Linked DNA regions of Oryctolagus cuniculus: region 2 is linked to region 1. A link is a contact called in public Micro-C data. All regions are on one chromosome and are shown on one strand. Each heading gives the region's core, a stretch centred on a gene start, on an enhancer-like site or on the middle of the called end of the contact. The rest is flanking DNA. Distances are from core to core; before and after follow the strand shown.

Evidence for each region. A called contact is a pair of places that touch in the nucleus more often than the background predicts.
Region 2: a contact with region 1 is called in a Micro-C map of ear pinna, with 6 times the contacts expected there. The contact joins the promoter of NPM3 here to the promoter of HPS6 in region 1. A contact is called at or near these places in 2 of 6 Hi-C or Micro-C datasets (ear pinna and an unstated tissue).

Annotation. Positions count from the first base shown.
Region 1 is chr15:27,844,630-27,847,494 of mOryCun1.1, forward strand. It overlaps HPS6 (HPS6 biogenesis of lysosomal organelles complex 2 subunit 3), which reads right to left and starts at 1,370. Exons shown (of 1, transcript XM_051824131.2): 1 at 1-1,370. The coding sequence starts at 1,247.
Region 2 is chr15:28,126,049-28,128,913 of mOryCun1.1, forward strand. NPM3 (nucleophosmin/nucleoplasmin 3) reads left to right here and starts at 1,433. Exons shown (of 6, transcript XM_002718668.5): 1 at 1,433-1,589; 2 at 1,891-1,976; 3 at 2,189-2,308; 4 at 2,441-2,534. The coding sequence starts at 1,472. It overlaps OGA (O-GlcNAcase), which reads left to right. Exons shown (of 16, transcript XM_008270388.4): 16 at 1-572.

The DNA.
Region 1 (2,865 bases), core at 120-2,619:
AGACTCCGCCGCTGGTAGTACCCACAGGCCTCCTCGAACACCAGGTCTTTGGCCGAAGGCACCTCGAGGCCCGGGGGGGCTTTCCAGCCCACACAGAACAGACCCAAGGCAGAAAGCAAACGAAGACCCCCTCGCGTCTCCAGCTCTTCCTCTTCCTCCATGCCAGGGACTGGGGGTTCCAGCAGGTGCACCCTGTCTGTACTTAGGACCTTCCTCTCCAGGAGCTGCCCACTGCTCAGATCCAGCAGCTCCAAGGCAGAGCCCAGCACACAGGCCAGGGTTCCAGGGAAGGTTCCCAGGGCTGCAGACCCCCTGAGGCCTCCAGGGGCCTCCTGCAGGGTGCCCACGGCCCGGGTTCCACCATGGGACTGCACCAGGCTCACAGTGCCCTTGAGGTCCAGCAACAGTAGGCCCTGGGGGGCAGGAGCCCACGTGTGCACAGCCAGGGGCTCCCTGGGAGACAGCAACCCAGGCAGGCCTCGGAGTAGGCTCCGGAAGTCCCATGTGTCCCCTCGTCCGGGATTCAGGCTCTTACTGTGTGAGAGGCCAAGATGCGGGGAAGCCACTTTCACCTTGCCCTTGCCTGGGCTCCAGATGAGCAGAACGTGGGCCACGCCAGGCCAGGTGGAAGCAGTGGGCACCAGGAAGAGGTCCTTGCGGGAGGCCAACAGCCCAAAGGAGGGGCAGTGGTGCAGCAGGACGTGTGTGCGGCCCAGACTGGTGCCGGCCTCGCCGCTGGGCTCCAGGGTCCGCACGCACACGCAGTGGCTGAAAGCGGCTGTGGGCGGCCTGCACCGGTCCTCAGCGCCGGGCAGACGCTGCTCGCACCACACCAGGCGGCCACGGGCCACCGCCACGGCCACCACGCGGGCCCCGCCGGCCGGACACAGCTCGGTGCTCTGCAGCAGGCGCCAGCCTGGCCCCACTCCCGCGCCCCACACCTCGGCGAGGCCGCTCTCCCACACCAGGACCAGCGCCGGTCCAGCGGGCCACGGCAGGAAGAAGGCGTCCAGCGGAGAGGGCTGGCCCGCGGACCAGGCCCGCTCCAGCTCCGCGCCGGCTCCACGCACGGCCACCAGCAGCTGCGGCGCCGGTGCCCCCGGGGGTCGCAGCAGCAGCAGGTGGCGGCCGTCCGGGCTGCAGCGCACTCGGACCGCGGGGTCCCCAGCCAGCAACTCGCGGAGCCGGGCGGCGCCGCTAAAGTCGCTCAGGTCCGAAAGCAGGCGCAGAGTCCCCACGCGCTTCATGGTGCCGCCAGCCCCCGTGGGGCGAGGCTCGGCGCTCGGTCCGCGGAGCCCAAGGAGGGGTCGAGAGTCGGCCGGAGAGACTTCCGTCCCCCGCGGATGAGGTGGGCCGAGGCCGGCTCCGCCCCGCCGCGCCACGCCCCGGCGAGCTCGGGGATTGCCGGGTTCGCGACACGCCCGCGAGGGAGGGGCCTTGGCCGCACCCAAGGGTCTCGGCGCCCGGGACCTCGCCCGTGGGGCCAAGTGGCCCAGGGCTGGATCCAGGAGTCGGGATCCCCGCCCCAAACTGCTGCCCGCCTGGCCTCGCTCTCACCTCGCCTTGCTCACTGAGTCAACATTTTGTATTGAACACCTACAGTGTGCCAGGTTCTGAGTAGACAGCCTGGAACAACACGGAAGACCTCACTGTCATGGGGGTAGCAGGCTAGCGGAAAGTCCTAACAGCAACACCTCCCTAGCATTTACTAAGGGACAGCTCTCCCCTCCTCCCCGGCCCTTTTACAGACAAGGAAGATGAAGCAGAGAGATTAATTAACTTGGCCAAGATCACGCAGGTACTCAGTGTGGGAGTTAGGGTTCCAACCACAGCAACCTGGCTCCAGGGTCAGTGCACCGAACTACCTTACCATATCAACAAGTCAGTTTGGGAAGGGAAGGAAAAAAAAGACAGCATACTCTGGATGCATGGAGTCTCTGTGTTATCCCTCCTACACCCTACGTGCAGGGACCCTCCCACCCTGGATAGCCTTCTCCCTGGCATGCTGTTCCCTCTCCAGGAGTCCTGGCCCTGCATCCATTCCTGCTTCATCAGCCTCATTCTCTCCTCTCGCTGACAGCACAGAAACACGCTCCTACCTGTCCTGTCTAGAAATGCATTCTTTCCTCCTCATCTTTATACCCTCCAGCCCATCACTCCCACTTTCTTTCCTTTCTCAGTTGTTTCTTTCGACCCTTCTTTCTTCCTTTCTTTCAAGTTATTTATTTATTTGAAAGTCAGAGTTACAGAGAGAGAGGATGAGGCAGAGAGAGAGAGAGAGAGAGAGAGATCTTCCATCTGATGATTCACTCCCCAAATGGCTGCAATGGCCAGGGCTGGGCCAGGTGGAAGCCAGGAGCCAAGAGCTTCTTCTGGGTCTCCCATGTGGGTGCTGGCACCCAAGTACTTGGGCCATCTTCCACTGCTTTCCCAAGCGCATTAGCAGGAAGCTGGATCTGAAGTGGAGCAGCCGGGACAGGCAACGGTAGCTTAACCCACTGTGCCACAGTGCAAGCCCCTCAGGCATTTCTTGCAGAGGTCCTCTGCACTTGCATCCTGTGCTGCTTTCTCTCCTGTTCACTCCTCAAGCCACCACTTTCCCAAAGTAGCCTGTGCTGAGGTCTTCCAGGGTCATTTTATTTCCTGTTTTCTCTGAGACATTTGACAACCTCCAGCTGTCTCCACTGCATCTTTCTCTTCTGGGTTTCTTGTTTTAAGGATGCCATTATCTTTAGAATTTTGTTTCCCATTGTCTTATCTCTTTCCACTATCCTTTAAATGTTGGCATTCCTTCTCCTATACCCCAATTCCATCTTGGGCCTTTTCTTTTACCCTGTTCCTAGGCTACCTTCTCCTAGGCTTGAA
Region 2 (2,865 bases), core at 183-2,682, 280 kb after region 1:
AAGCATTGTATGCAGTGGCGCCTAGTGACTTCCAACCAAGAATGTATACCGAATGGGTGAGAAGAAAGGGGTGCTTCATGTTTAGGGTAGAAACCTTAACCGGGAGAAGGATAATGGTGTACTGAACAGCTGGAGCCAGGTTTGCATTTTTGAGAGCTGAGGTAAAGGGAAAATCCCAAGATAACTATTTAAAACTTAGGCCGAAGTTTCCTGAGTGCATCTCAAACGCTTGTGGACAGTTCTAGCATTTTATCTGGAGGATTCCAGGGTCAGCCTCATCAGCAATCAGGGTTTTCAGCAAGTTGCTTTTGGTTTTATCTTGGTTTTAAGAATCATTTTGGCTTATCTCTGGTCACAGTTGTTAACCATATGAAACAGATGTCTGGGTCTATACCGTCATCACTCTAGGATCATAAAGAGCTATACTACCTTCTGTGGTTATGAGTATTTATTAAAGTTGGAATGACATTTCATTGATTGTTTAGATCACAGCTCAGTTCCTATAGAATACGAACTGTAAAACTATCTGAAGACCATGCAAGAGGCAAAATAAAACTTGAAGTGAATGCGTGTATTGTTGTGCTGTGTGAATCTGCTTCTCCGATGCCCCTCAGCCCAGATGCCCCTCAGCCCACGGCTGCCCCAAGTTAGAGGCTGCGCTTGCAGGCACCCCTCCCCTGCAGGCTCCTTCCAGATTTCCCACAAAGCAAGGCAGAAGCAAAGCGGACTGCATTTTAGGCATGCCCAGTTTATGAAGTAGTGCAGCCAGTCTGAGATTGTGCGATCTAACAGGATAGGCAACACAGAGTTTGCCTTATTTCTTAATAAGGAGGTGAAAGATGGAGGGAGTGGCCCAGGTTTTGTGAGAAAAAATGTGAAGGCTGAAGGGTGTTCCTGAGCTGACTTGGAATTGCTGGAATGCCAGGATCAGCTGCCCGTCACAGCCCTCCTAACTGGCCCATCTGCGGAGCAAGCCGCAGGAGCAAGCCGCAGGGCCCGTAGAGAGGGTGTCTGCTAGAGAGCTGAGAATGGGACTTGGCCGGGGGTTCCTCAAGCAAGGGATCTTCCTTGGCCCACAAACTTGAGCTCTCCCCTAGAGGAGCCCTCCTCTCAGCCCCGCCTTTGCGGAGGGAGGGAGCAGGGGAGGTGTTCACACCGCACCTCCTTTAACGAAAGCTTACTCCGGGTTGGCGCACAGGCGACACTGTACGGGGTGCCAGGAGGTGCAGGTGACGGAGGAAAGGAACATTACCCCCGATGCGTCCTTCCGAGCAGTTACCTCTGCGGTCTTGACGCAGGTTTGAGCGGAGGCGGCGCACTCCTGGGCGAGACCGGCCGGAGCTGCCAGTTCGGTTAGGATGCCTCCTCTCTCCCACACTGAGCGTCTCCTTTAATAGGCGGGGCCGGAACTGGGCCAAGGTCCCTCGCTTTGTACGTGTCGGGGGCGGGATTTGGACACTACCCTTGCAGCATGGCCGCCGGCGCTGCAGCCGCCTTAGCGGTCTTGAGCCAGGAGAGCCGTGTCCGTGCCGGGGGCGTCGGAGGTCTCCGGGTCCCGGCCCCAGTCATGATGGACAGTTTTTTCTTCGGTATTGGGGAGAGGAGAGGCTGAGGGCGGTGCTGGGGCGCCCGAGGTGGAGGGAAGGAACAGGAATGCGGATGGGTGCGCGACGTGGGTGGGGCGGAGGGCTGCTTCGCTGTTCGTCGCGGACAGGGAGCCTGGCTCCGGCCTTTCGAGTGGCAGGCAGCGGAGGGACCCCTGCTCCGGATGGGCGGGGCGGCCCCAGGGTTCTGGTGGCCAGTCAGTCCATGGCTGCACGTGACCGGGGCTTGGTGAGACGCCCCTTCGCCCCCAGACACGCAGTCACGCATACTCACACTCTCTCCCAGGCTGTGAGCTCTCCGGGCACACGCGCTCCTTCACCTTCAAGGTAGAGGAAGAGGATGATGCAGAGCACGTGCTGGCATTGACCATGGTGAGGGGCAGAAGAGGGGGTGGCGAGGAGTACACCTGGGCAGGCAGCGCTTTGGACCTCTCCCCCATCCCACCCCCGACCCCAGACGTGGGCAGCTCCCCTGGCCAGGGGATCCAGGGACCTCCGAGACGGCAGATTCTAGGGTAGATGGCTTCACATGTGGTGGTCTCCCTGCCTCGAGGAGACCCTGAGGCCCTGTGTACCCTTCCCAGCTCTGCCTCACCGAGGGGGCCAAGGACGAGTGTAATGTGGTGGAGGTTGTGGCCCGGAACCACGACCACCAGGAAATTGCTGTCCCTGTGGCCAACCTCAGGTTGTCCTGTCAACCCATGGTGAGTGCCCCAAGCGTACCGCGTGCACGCGTGTGTGCATGTGTGTGTGTGTGTGGGTGGGTGTGTGTAGACTTCAGTACTGGTCACACAAGGCCTGGTGGACCAGACTTTTCCTCCTTGTCTTCCTCCCAGCTCAGCTTGGATGACTTCCAGCTCCAGCCACCTGTAACCTTCCGCCTGAAGTCGGGCTCCGGCCCTGTGCGGATCACTGGGCGACACCAGATTGGTGAGGGGGGGGCTCTCCTTCGCCTCTGGTGGTCTCCCCACGTGGCCTTCCTCCCCGTCACACTCCTGTCTCGTCCTGGCCACGTCTGCAGGTGCAGCCGCATGTAGCCTGAGTGCCCCGCAGGCCGTGCCTCCTCCAGTACGCGCCCTCCATTTGCTGCCTCTCCTCCAGGGAGCCTGTCCCAGCTCTTCCAGTGACGTGGCCTCTCTTGGCTTTTGTCACCCAGTTGGAGAACCTGGGCTCTCCCCAGCTAGACCTGGGAGCTCTGGGGGGTCAGGGTCCCTGGAAACCTAGTGGCACAGAGCATGGTGTGGTGTGACCGGGGTCTGGC